Linked DNA regions of Mus musculus: region 1 is linked to region 2. Evidence: chromatin contacts called from public Hi-C data. All regions are on one chromosome and are shown on one strand. The core of a region is the stretch at or near the end of the contact, and the rest is flanking DNA. Distances in the headings are between cores, read along the strand shown.

What was found. A called contact is a pair of places that touch in the nucleus more often than the background predicts.
Region 1: a contact with region 2 is called in a Hi-C map of cerebral cortex, with 2.8 times the contacts expected there. The contact joins two enhancer-like sites. A contact is called at or near these places in 1 of 39 promoter capture datasets (hippocampal neurons), 1 of 15 datasets of contacts at CTCF or cohesin (the NIH/3T3 cell line), 27 of 484 Hi-C or Micro-C datasets (8-cell embryo, the AtT-20 cell line, the CH12 cell line and 12 more), 8 of 115 datasets of contacts at active chromatin or transcription factors (PVALB interneurons, embryonic forebrain, embryonic hindbrain and 4 more) and 1 of 9 other capture datasets (embryonic stem cells).

Annotation. Positions count from the first base shown.
Region 1 is chr10:90,833,485-90,839,806 of GRCm38.p6, forward strand. All of the region lies in intron 17 of Anks1b (ankyrin repeat and sterile alpha motif domain containing 1B), which reads left to right. Among named protein-coding and RNA genes, the nearest start is that of Apaf1, 250 kb to the right of the region's middle. Within about 2 kb of position 1,962, at least 14 of the 459 cell types and tissues checked have an H3K27ac peak or open chromatin away from gene starts, as enhancers often do. A contact at or near this core is called in cerebral cortex, where this site is marked.
Region 2 is chr10:90,727,111-90,733,061 of GRCm38.p6, forward strand. The region is part of intron 17 of Anks1b (ankyrin repeat and sterile alpha motif domain containing 1B); the gene reads left to right. Among named protein-coding and RNA genes, the nearest start is that of Apaf1, 350 kb to the right of the region's middle. Within about 2 kb of position 1,456, at least 33 of the 459 cell types and tissues checked have an H3K27ac peak or open chromatin away from gene starts, as enhancers often do. A contact at or near this core is called in cerebral cortex, where this site is marked.

The DNA of each region.
Region 1 (6,322 bases), core at 712-3,211, 110 kb after region 2:
AGAAACTACACTGGGCTTCTCCTAGATACCCAAGTGAGCCGAATGGAGGAATCTCTGAGCTATAAAGGAAGATGTTGGAATTACTGGGTTCTCTCAGCACAGTTTGGCCATACTTCTAGATGAATCTCATGCCTATAGCTCCATTAGCATTGGACAGGGCTAGGTTTTGTAGCCATTTGAAAACCAAGCCGTTTTGTTGGCTATAGAAAATTGTGTTTGGGGAATATTTAAGAGCGTATTTCAGTTAGAATAATGTATTTCATAACTGTATTTTATGACTTCTTTCATTTCAGTTAGGGCTTGAGAACGACTTGTGTATAACCATACCTACAACAGACCATGGTGTGTTTTGTGCCGCTTAGAAATCAGTAGCGTGTTATAGTTATTTTCTAGAAACATGGAGTTTAACTAGGGGGCTGGAGAGATGGCTCAGTGTTTAAGGACATTGGCTACCCTTTCAGAGAACCTGGGTTCAATTCCCAGCACCCATATGGGTGTCTTACAACCACCTCTAACTCCATTTCTGAGGGATCTGACTCCCTCTTCTGGCTTCCAGGGTGCACTTTCATACATGCAGGCAAACTGCTCATGCACATAAAATAAAAATTAGGAAGTCGTAAACATGTACCTATAAAATATAAAAATGTCCTCTCCATCCTCATTATCCATTTACCCAGGGGAGGGGGGAACCCTATAGTGTTTCTGGACTGTTAGTACTATTTTGTGTGTCTGTTTTTTTTTTTTTTTTTTTTTCCGAATGGGAGGCCCAGCTAGGCATTGCCTGCCCAGCTTCTCCCAGAGAGTGGCTGGTTGGTACTCTTCATGTGAATGATGCTATTTCTCCATACTGGCAGATTAGTCATAAAAGCTCATGCCAAACCAAATTTGGGACAAAGCCTTAAATTAGAAATACAGGGTCCCTCCCCTCCCAAGTTTCAACGTTATTTACAAACCAACTCTCCCTCCATGTACCCACTCACAGCTACTCCAGACAAGAGCCAGTCTGTCTGGGAAGATGAAATTTTCCAGTGGGTGGCAGGAAGAGTTCTTCAGTTTTCCCATGGCCACATATCACTGGCGGCTTCTTCCCTGCCACTTCCTGGCTTTAGCCCTGGTAGCTTTTACACAGCACATTCCCTGACTCCGCCCACCGTCTCCTACGCCCTAGAGCTGCAACACACATCCCCTGACTCCCTGACTCCAGCAGTGTTCTGCCCCCCAGAGCTGCAACAGAGACCTTTCCTCCTCCTTGCCCTCCTATCCAATTTTATACAAGGACTGTGGCTGAGAAACACTGGCAGTGGTACTCGGGATGGGTCTGTGATGAGAGAGCCAAAACGTGTGAGTTTCAAAATGAACTTAGACCCAGGGGGAAAAAACAAACAACCCAAGATGAAGAACTTCAGTCACCCTTAAAAATGCCCCAAAGTCTCCTTTAGACCACCTGCCAAAGTCCTCACATTATGAAAGATAATGATAATTTGTTCATGTAAGTTGATCTGTTTCTTTTAGACTCTGTTTTTCCTAGTGGTGATTCATCATGTTGATTTTTTTTTCTAGTATTTTGTTGCTGACATGCATAATTGGAGCCTGTTGTGGGTCTGGTAGATTTCAGTGGGCTAAATTTGATGGTTACTATTTGTTCCGGGACTTATTAGAAATAATATATGTTCTGAATTCTAAACACCATCGCAAAAGATTGCTTTCCAAGGACAGCCCTCCTCTTCAAGCTGAGAAACTCTGTGTGTGTGTGTGTGTGTGTGTGTGTGTGTGTGTGTGTGTTTTCCCTGAAAGCCAAGTAGTGAGATGAAGTGTTCTAGTGGGATGTGGTGGGGAAAGATGCCATGTTTAGAAAGCTGTTCAGAGACTGGCCATGAGAAAGGGCCCTTCAGAGCCCTCCAGAAACACCTGCTCTTGCAGAGACCTGGGGAAAGAGCACTCCAGGCCAAGGACAAAGGTCACAGTGAAGCCCTTGCAGGGAACAAGTGCAGTGTGTTTGGAGACTGAGGGCAATTCAGTGTGGCTGGATCATGGTCAACTCAGGTCAGCTTTGCTAATCACTGCAAACAGTCTGGTCTTTATTGCAGAAACTATGAGGCAGACAGTGTAAGGCAGAGATGTTGATAGCATTTCCTTTGGAAAGGATACCCTGGTTGTGGTGTGAAAAGTAGATCATGCCAGGGCAAGTACAGACCCAGGGACATGATGTGGAAGACCATGGAAGCAGCCCAGTGAAGAACAGCGATGGCCTAGTGGTCACAAAATGAGAAGAGATGTGGGAAATCTCAGAAGAAGATATCTTGAAAAACTTTTGAAAACTATTGAAAACACAATGAGAAAAATAATTCTCTACTAGTAGATGCTAATGTATTGGCATTTTCAAAGGAAAATTCGCTATTATCTTTGAAATATTTGGAATATGACAATAATCAATATTTAGGAAATTCACATAATGAAAAATGGTTTAAACAGTTATCCTAAGGAACAGAAAAAATGGCTTAACAGTTAAGAACTCTTGATGTTCTTCCAGAGGACCTAATTCAGTTGCCATCTTGGGATGCCCCCTTCTGGCTTCTATGGGCACCTATACACATGACCTGCCATACTTAGACCCTCACACTTACATACAATATAAAATAAACAAATCCTTCTTTAAATATCTTTACATTTTACCACTTAGGAATAAGCATCCAAGCATCATTTCTCCACACATAATTCATATTTATAGATGAATTCCCAGATAGAATCCTGCTCTAGACACTGTCTTTTTAAATTAAAAAGAAAAGAAGAAGCATCAAAATTAGTTTCTTGTGCTTAGAAAAATGGACATAAGAAAAAATTTATGTAAATGTTATCTTTACTGTAAGAGTTATTTCCTGAAATATTTATACTTATGTTTAAAAAATGGGGTCGAAAGGAGGTTTGAGCAGGGGTAGACTAAGATTTCAATAGACAAGTGATGCAAATTGTGAACCTTGTCGGGAAAATGGAGTATATGTTACAATTCCACAAAAATAACAGCAGTGTGATCCCTTCCAGAGACTACAAAACAAGCTGAGGGGTGGGGGGTGGGGCACTTGTATGATTAAAGTGTTTGTCATGCAAGCCAGAGTACCCAAGTTCAAATCCTTAGCATCCACAGCAAAAGCAGGATACAACAGCTGGTGCCTGTATTCCCAGTATGGGGGGAAATGGTAAAGAAAAGTGGATCCCTAGAGGGAGGGCTGTTTTGGCCAGCCAGCCTATCCCAGTCAATGAATGCTATGTTCAGTGAGAGAACTGGTCTCAAAAAGTAAGGTAGGGATGAGTGGGGGAAGACACACAGCATTGATTGACCACACACGCATGCACACACAGACACACACCACCCTTGTAAGTAAAGAGCCTCACTAGCTAAGCTTTGTTAGATTTGTAGTAAACACACTTTACGGTTGAAGGTATTTCATTACAAATACCACACATCCCAATTTTAAACACATTACATGGGTTCTTTGGTTTGAATGACTTATTACTGTCTACCTCCCTTCCTGGCTGACAAGTACATTTAAATTAACTTACGTTCACCATGCTTGCAACAGTTACTTTGTAATCTGTAGTCGTGACTACAGTGGTACAGACTTGGAAATGGTGTGTAAATGATGAAAAACACACAGATATTGAAGATGGAAATATGACGGAATGGCAAGGGAGCTGGTGTAGGGACCCTCCTGTGAGTCTCGGTGCCTCTTTAGCCTACTGAACCCTCTTCATTCCAACCAAGTTCTATGGTTCATCTCTTAATTGCCTCAATGTCATCATTAACTGGGAGTTTTGTATCAGTGTCAAGGGAAAGTCATAGATACTGCATTTCTGAATTGTATGTTTCCTAACAGTCTGGGGATGTCCTCTGGGTGGTTTTATTATTGAACAATAGCGTGCCTGAGGGTAAGGTTTTCCTGCCATGTTCCCCTTGTAATTTTGCAGCCGTCAGGTCAGTGATCAATAATATTTAATACTGACCAGTTCGCCGTCGCCCTTTGTAAATAGTGGAGTTTTCTGCCCGAGATCTAGAAGGTTCTCTGAGTAGAGTCTAGTAGTGCGGTTGAGTGTCTAGCTGTTTTAGGTTCTGTGTCACCACCTACAATACGGCATGCTGTTTAAGCTTGGTGCAGCCCTGACCATGTCTTTGAACGTAGGTTATAATCCATTCATATTGCTGCCTCCCTTGGGGCCATAATTCTCTTCCTCTTACCTTTTGTCTCTATCTCTTCCTCATTGGTTGATCCTTTATTGCCTACTCTTTCGTCATCCTCATCTCTGCCCATAGTATGTCAGTCAGTGCTTTCTTCTGTCAGCAAGTCAGTTTTCAGAAGTGTCTACTCTAATTTCTTGATGCTTCTAAGTAGCTTATGGATTCTAAAATCATACCGCTTGCTCCTTCACTGTATCCTGGGGTCTGGAATAGCCCTCTTCATCACATTCAAATCTTTTCATTCTTCTGCCTCTAAGGTTCAGTTCTTTGTTGAACGCGTTCTTTTGTGGTGGGAAGTTTGTGCAAGAATTTCCTTCTGTGTAGCTGCACAAAGTTCTAAGCTTAACCTTTATGCTGTATTTTCTTTCCTTCCCCCCCCCCTCCCTCCCTCCCTTCTTCTCATCTCTGCTCCTCCCCTTCCTTCTTCTCATCCACCTTCTCTTTCAAACACTGATGTATCTGCCCTGCTATTTCTTTTGGTCTCCCTGGTGCCTGGGCAGCTGTGCCTAAACATGGTGTGAGCAACTTCTTACATCTCCCCCAACCTTTTGGGGGAAACCCATTTAGTTGTGGTTTCTTGCCCAGCTACTTTGCAGTCCAAAGAAATTGCAGCAATGGTTCAGCTCAAGCTCTATGCAGCCCTGGTTGGATGCCCTGTGCTTTTCTTAGGTTCTGTTAAATGCCTCTGTTACCAGCTTTCGTCTCTCCACTTTGGGAGTGTGGGGAGGAGAGGCCAGGAATATCTTTTTGATACTTAGATGAAGGTTCCTAAACCTAGGACTTGATGAATCCCCCCCCCCCCCCCAGTAGAGTGGACAGCCTGAAGTCTTCAGTTGCACTGGGTGGGCTTCTTTGGGGTTTTCTTTTTCCCCTCGAACTTTGTGTTTCTATTGCTCCTTGGTAGAAAGTAGAAATGGGTAAAGATATTCACTGAGTGTACTTTTCTCTAAATTTACGATTATTAGTGAGAATTCTCAGAATTGTGTTGACTCGCCTCTCTAGGGAGTATGAACAGGGTTAAGAAGAAAACAGCACGGAGCCACTTCATCCTCTACGGAACCTTCTGCCTCTTTCCTTACCTGCCAATGTGGATGGTGGTTGTGTCTGACTGGTTACTGTTTGTCTCTCTCCCTCTCTCATGCCGTGGCCCCCTCCTCTTTCCCACCTTCCCTCCCTCCCTTCCTCCAACACTTACTATTTTTCTCATCTTTGCTAGAAATTTAAGAAAAAAAAAGTTCTGTGAAGTAATCCGATAACGTCATGTATTTTGGAGCTGGCTTTAACAGGTCTTGCTGTTGGGTTGCTTTGAAAGAAGTCCCCAATGGATCTTCTGTCTTTCAAAGACCTGAGCAACTGGATGGGTGATAGCAGACTGTGCTTTTGGGTGGGAGGGAAATCAAGAGTTCTGGGTTAAGCTTTTAAGTTGGAGAAACTTAGAATCGATGTGAAAAATGTCAAGCAGGTGGTTGGATCTACCAGTCATGAAACTCAGGAATGCTAGATACACATTTAGTCTATAACCCTGTACCCAGGGACGTGTATGACAAACCTACATTATTCAGAAACACCTGTTTTTATGGACTATTTAGCCCTATGAGTAAACTTATTTATAATCTAACAAGTGTCTGACATCTTTTAATATAAATGAATCAGGTTAATGGTTGGTATGAATTAGCAAAATTTCCTTCTCACTTTAAAGTTCAAGATAATTTCTCTTAAATTGTACATATTCACCAAGAAGTCCAAAACGGTCTTAATTGTGGTACTTAGAAAAGCAAATGGAAATAGAGCCTCTCTGGTTGTGGAAGGGTAAAGAACGCATTGCATGATAGGGCATGGGATGTAAACAGTAGAGATGCTGGACCACTGTGACTGGGGGGGGGGGGGCGCACACGCCCTTGCTCAAGCTTTTCTCACAGTGTTTCAAATCCTTCCCATTCTCCAAGCACTCAGAGGGTAACTATGGACCTATTCCCAGCCCTTCTCTGGAAACCCTCAGGGTTTTGTACCTTTGTTCTAGTCGATGCACAGCTGTGTTGTATTTTCCATGAGACCATCAGCTACTTCAGGGCAGATGTTGCAACTTTTATG
Region 2 (5,951 bases), core at 206-2,705:
TTTCAATTAGTTAGAGGAATGAACTCTAGAAATCTTCTGCAAGTGTTGGGACCCTCGTTAGCAATACTGTCCTGGATGCTTAAGAAGGTTTTAAGAAAGTTAACCGGACAAGAAGTGTTCTTTGCTGTGATGGTTTGTATATGCTTGGCACAGGGAGTGGCACTATTAGGAAGTGTGGCCTTGTTGGAGGAAGTGTGTCACTGTAGGGGTAGGCTTTTGAGACCCTCTTCCTAGCCACATGGAGACAGTCTGCTCCTGGCTTCTTTTGGATTGAAGACATAGAGCTTTCAGCTCCTTCTCCAGTGCCATACCTGCCTGGAAGCTGCTATTCTCCCGCCTTGATGATAATGGACTGAACCTCTGAACCTGTAAGCCAGCGCCAATTAAATGTTGTCCCTTATAAGAGTTGCCTTGGTCATGGTGTCTCCTCACAGCATTGGAAACCCTAATTAAAACATATGCTATGATAACACTAAATATTATTTTAAAGAAGCCCTTTGGCCCTACCACTTGCTCCAAAGAGTGATCGCTCATTGTTCCTGAGTCTTGCTCTGTGCTGGCTGCAGCCACCTTTGTGCCTGACTCCTCCTCTGCAGTGGACTACAGCAGCTTTCTAGCTAGAGTCTGGATTTCTTTCTCACTGGCTGCCCTACCATGTCAGATGCAGCCATAGACATGGAAGAGGAGGAGGAGGAAGAGGAAGAGGAAGAGGAGGAGGAGGAAGGGAGGGAGGGAAGGAGGAAGGAGGGACAAAGAGGAAAGAAAGAGGAAACGGAAGAAGGAAGCTGTTGAGGATGTTGAAGATGGACGAGATGAGCTGAAGATGGAAGTACTAATGAGAAACATGGGGAGTAGGGGGCAGACAATGAGATTGATGTGGAAGAGGAAGGGTGGGATGGAAGAGCAGGAACTGTTAGTAAACTCGGGAGCAACAGTTTGCACATCACATGCTTCTAATGACAGACCGCCAGGTCCATCCATGTGCCCTTCCCAGGCAGTGCTAGCCACAGAGCACACTCCTAGCCTGAAGCCACCATCTGCCAACTATTTCAACTACCCACAAGTCAGGACAGAAACATCTCTCTGCACCCCTTATGTCCGGCCTTTTCTTCTGATGCCTAATAATAAATAAATCATGTGTAGAAGGATGTCACCTTTGACCTAGCAGCCGAATTTGCTAAAACGTTGTACTTTGTAACCTTTTGTATTTCACCAAAGTCCTTTCTCCCAGAACACTTATTTCTCCGACCCAAATTACAGTCTAATATATGTAACATCTGCCATGACTACCAAGATACAGAGGCCGAGCTGGCTCAGTGACAGGACACTGGGTACAATGTAGCCACATGAGCTACTCTGTTCCAAAAAGTGAAATTGAATGTAAACCCAGTTTATGTGCCCAGGGATTCGCGCAAAGGTCACAGTGTAATTCGTCAGCTGTGCTCTGTGGAGTTCACCCTGCTCACCAAAAGGCTGGGCTCCGCGGTGGATACAGCTGCCAAGCTGTTCACCTTGCTCGTTGACTTTCCTGGAAAATTGAAAGCTTCCAGATGCCTATCGGGTGTCTTGTCTCTGCAGCCAACTGACTGTTGGTGCTTCCTTCCGCTTGCAGCAGTATGCTGGGGGCTTTGGGGGGGTGGCGGGGGGTTGGCAGACACGGGCTTCCCTTCAGGAGCCAGAGACAGCTTTATCTGTTGGAGATTAACTATTACTATTTCTGCTATGACCCACAAGGAGACCGCAACCAATGATCTCACTTCAAGGCTTCTGTCAGCGCTGTAATTCAGCAGCGGTGGCCGAAGGTAAAAGTTGTGTGCAGTAATTGAAATGTCCACTAGGTGGGTCTGGTGTTCTTCCAACCAGAAAGCAGGCGGCACCAGGAAGGCTGGCTCCATCTTTCTTGTTGCAAAGGTTTAAAAAGGGGGGGCCGGGGGAGGGGGGCTGGAGGAGGGGGGCTGGGGGAGGAAGGGGAGTAGGAAAATGTGTCTGGGGCTGTGGTTTTAATATTCATCCTAGATTACATGGGATGGATTATTGTTGGTAGCCATTCATCTGAGCCCATGAAGATCGTTCCTTGCCTCCTTTTTACATAGATGCATGTGAAGCCTACATCTATATTTTAACCTTATTTTTTTTATGATTAAGAAACCATATTAATTGATGTCCCTGTGTTCGGATGGCATGCGCGCTGCCATTTTCTCATCGCTGCTTTGACAAGTCCCTTCACCACCAAAGGCACAAGTTTCCAGTAAAATGATATATTTTTCTTTTGTGAAGCTTTTCTTCCATTCAAAGCTCCACGGTTGTGTTTAACATTCCCAGCAGCTGTTCTCAGTGTGATCTTCAGTAACCTCTGAAAAACATGATTCAGGTTTACAGAACTCCTCTCTTAATCCTTGTCAGAAAACCTCCTCTTACACTTTAGGGTACAATAGTCAATAAAGCGGACTTTTAAACCACCCCGGGTCACCCCGGCTTAAGAGACCACTTCAAATTCTTAATCTGTTTTCCAGTTTCGCATTACTTCCTCCAGCTCGCGTCGAGCTTATGTTTAAGTATCATCATGAAATGTCAGATGTTTTCCTGCAAAGCACTGTGGGAAAATCCCCATGGTGCCAAACACAGTGCTGAGTTCTCAGAGCAGGCAGGACAGGTGACAGCTGTTCTCTTCCCACCCTACCGGAAACAGGCACAAGGACAGGTTCCATACAGAACACCAGACGCAGAATCCACCTGCCCTTGAAAACACCAACCGGGAGCAACTAAGAGGTGTTGGTAAGCATCAACATAGATCACTTGAAAGTCTGACTCCTTTTTTCTTTTCCTTCATTTTAAGTGAAAAGAAGCATGGTCAAATCTCAAATGAATATTGAGATGAACCGTTTCAGCATAGAAGCTTAGGTGCCTTTTGGTGCTAATTATATGACAACATCTGAATGGCAAAAGACTAAACAAGATGTAGCTCTCTGAGGCAGCGGGGACAGCCAGCCCTAAGCATTTTCTAACATAAGCCAACAACCTTGAAAAAGCTGATAACAGGAAAGTTATCATTGTTAATACTTGATTTTTAGTGACAGGGTATAATTAGTTGTTTTTATTAGTTCAAACAATTCAGAGTAGTATAGAAAGGGAGATTCTTTGTAATTTTGTTGCCATCTTCTTCCCACATAGTTATAGTCTGTGAATAAAGAGGTAGCAGGTAACCTTGTAAGAATAGATGGATGGTATATGTCTTTCAGTAATTCTAAATGGCTGTTTATTCTAAATATTCTAAAAATTCTAACTGTGTAGGTCATGCTTCAAAAACTGGTAAGAATGCATTTAGTAAGATGTCATGTGTTTCTTTTTAAATAATGAACACAACATCTCTATTGTGCTAGCCTTTGTATATGTGCAGTTCTTACTAAACATCTACCCGCTCTGTCAATTCATATCCCTATTAAAGTTGATCCAGGCAGCATACCAAGAGATATGACAAGCAAACCCTGCTTAGCAACCAAGCCATAGTCCCCAAGTATATCAAGGTCTTTACTCGCATATTGCTTAATATCATCTGTCTCAGCTGGTCTAGTTGGCAGAGCCCTTTGAGCTGGTGGGGATGTGGTAAGAGTAGAACATAGACTTTTGGTACCACCTTCCTGAGGTTCTGTCTGGGTATTCAGCCTAGACAGTAAAACGGACCAATCATGTGGCTTCTGATTCCTGAGGATTGCTGACCTTCATTTTGTAAAGTGCAGTATCCATCCCTTCATATATGTCTGGATTTTCCAGTTGTTCTCTGACCCAAGTTACTCCATCTGTGCAGAAACTCGATAGCACATAGGAGATCCACAGAGTAAAAAACACTGATGCAGTTGGAGTCCATTTCAGCTATTCTAGTTAATAACCATAAAACCTTGAGCAAGTCATTTAGCTCCTTTGTCTTTTGCTTCCTAATTTTATAATAGTTGGGATATTCATATATGTTATTAGAAACTCTAGAACATAGTAAACTCAATGTATGTTAGCAGTATCTTCAACATAGTGATGGTCATAACATTACTAAAAATGAGATAAATAAGAAAATGTATTCAAGGGATTTTTATATTTCAAAATTTTAAATATAAGCCATATGTGCTGGGGAATCAGTTTCGTGACTAATATAGCAATTACTATTTCATATAACCTCTTTGATCCACTTACTTAGAAAATAAGACATGTTATATATTAATTACCATTTTCTTTGTAATTTCCCTAAGCACTGTGGATCAAATTTCATTTCTCCAAAGCTCTAAGGCCTAGAACCCCAGAATGTGGCTGTGCTTAAAGATAAGATCTTTAAACAGGCAGTGAGTTAAAATGAGGCCATTAGGGGTCGGCTCTACTCCAAGATGACAGGCATCCTTCTAAAAAGAAGAGATTAGAGAAAAATCCAAAATCACAGAGGGAAGGGTTTGTGGGGGCAAGAGAGTAATAAACATCTGTACATGCAGGAGAGCCACCCCTGCTGTCACCTGCTAAATAACCTTACTCTGCATTACTACACACACACACACACACACACACACACACACACACACACACACACCACTAATCGCTGGGACAATTTTAATAAGGCAAAAGTTCCAATCTCCATAACTGCTAGCCTTCTGTATTAAAGCAGATTTTTCAACCTCAGGAAGCCTCCACTATATCTATCATGAGAACACTAATAACAATCTTGTCTGTCTTCTAGGATATTCTGAGAATTCACCAGCCATATGCGTGTGGTCATGTATCACTTAACGATGGGAATTCGTTCTGAGAAGTGTGTCATTGGGGAGTTTCATCGTTGTACAATAGTCACAGTTTACTTAGCACAAAGGAAAGCAACTGTGACATCACTGTGATATGTGATCTTCTGGGACCACTGTTGCACACATAAGTCATCACTGACTGGTGCAGTGCTCAACTATGTAGACCCAATTAAGTGATACACAACTATGTGCATGTGTGTACTCACGAATCCCCACAATGCCCTGCAGTGCGGGCAGAATCATCATTATTATTTGCCCCCATTGTAAAAATGATGGAAGCTTCATGTGGTTTATAGTCAAATAATGAGGTTTAAAAGTGTGCTGTAAGCTGGGCGTGGTGGCGCACGCCTTTAATCCCAGCACTCTGGAGGCAGAGGCAGGCAGATTTCTGAGTTCGAGGCCAGCCTGGTCTACAAAGTGAGTTCCAGGACAGCCAGGGATACACAGAGAAACCCTGTCTCAACTCCCCTCCCCACAAGAGTGTACTGTATACAATCAAAGGATGCAGCTGTAACCTAGCCACCCAAGCACACACACCCACACAAAAGCACTTTAAAAGCAGGAGCATTATATAAAGCAAGAAAGTAGTTTAATTAATTATAATGTGATAGCTAATTAAGTAGCCTTGAATAAAAATTACTTGATAATTGAAAACCAATATTATTTCAGTGCAACTATGACTTACTTCACCATTTTAGATCATGTTCTTCTGAACAGGGCTGAAATTAATATGCCAGACGTTCAGGAGGAAGATTAAAGATCATTTTATATGTGTTTATTTCACAGAGCAAATTAATGAAGTAAAAATTAATGTAAATCAGATTTTTAAAACAGAGTTGAAAGTAGCCTATAACTCACAGCTTTATGCTACACACTATTCATCATTTTGCTCTCAGCACTTAGCCCAGTAGTCAACTCTTTAAATGTCTAAATATATTATAAATGAAGAATAAAACCGTCCCTGAAGCTCACTGCTTCCTTGGAATCTTTTCAGAAGCCTAGCACACTCATGTATGTTTCCAGCCCTGTGACAGCTGATGGATGATGGGAAAGGATGTGTGAAGGTCATGCCAGTGGTGACCCATGAAGCAGGGGGAACCTTTGAAAGGAGCTCAGATGCAAAGAGCCGAGTTCACTGTTACTCATCGGTAACTCCCAAGGGAGAGGACCACAAAC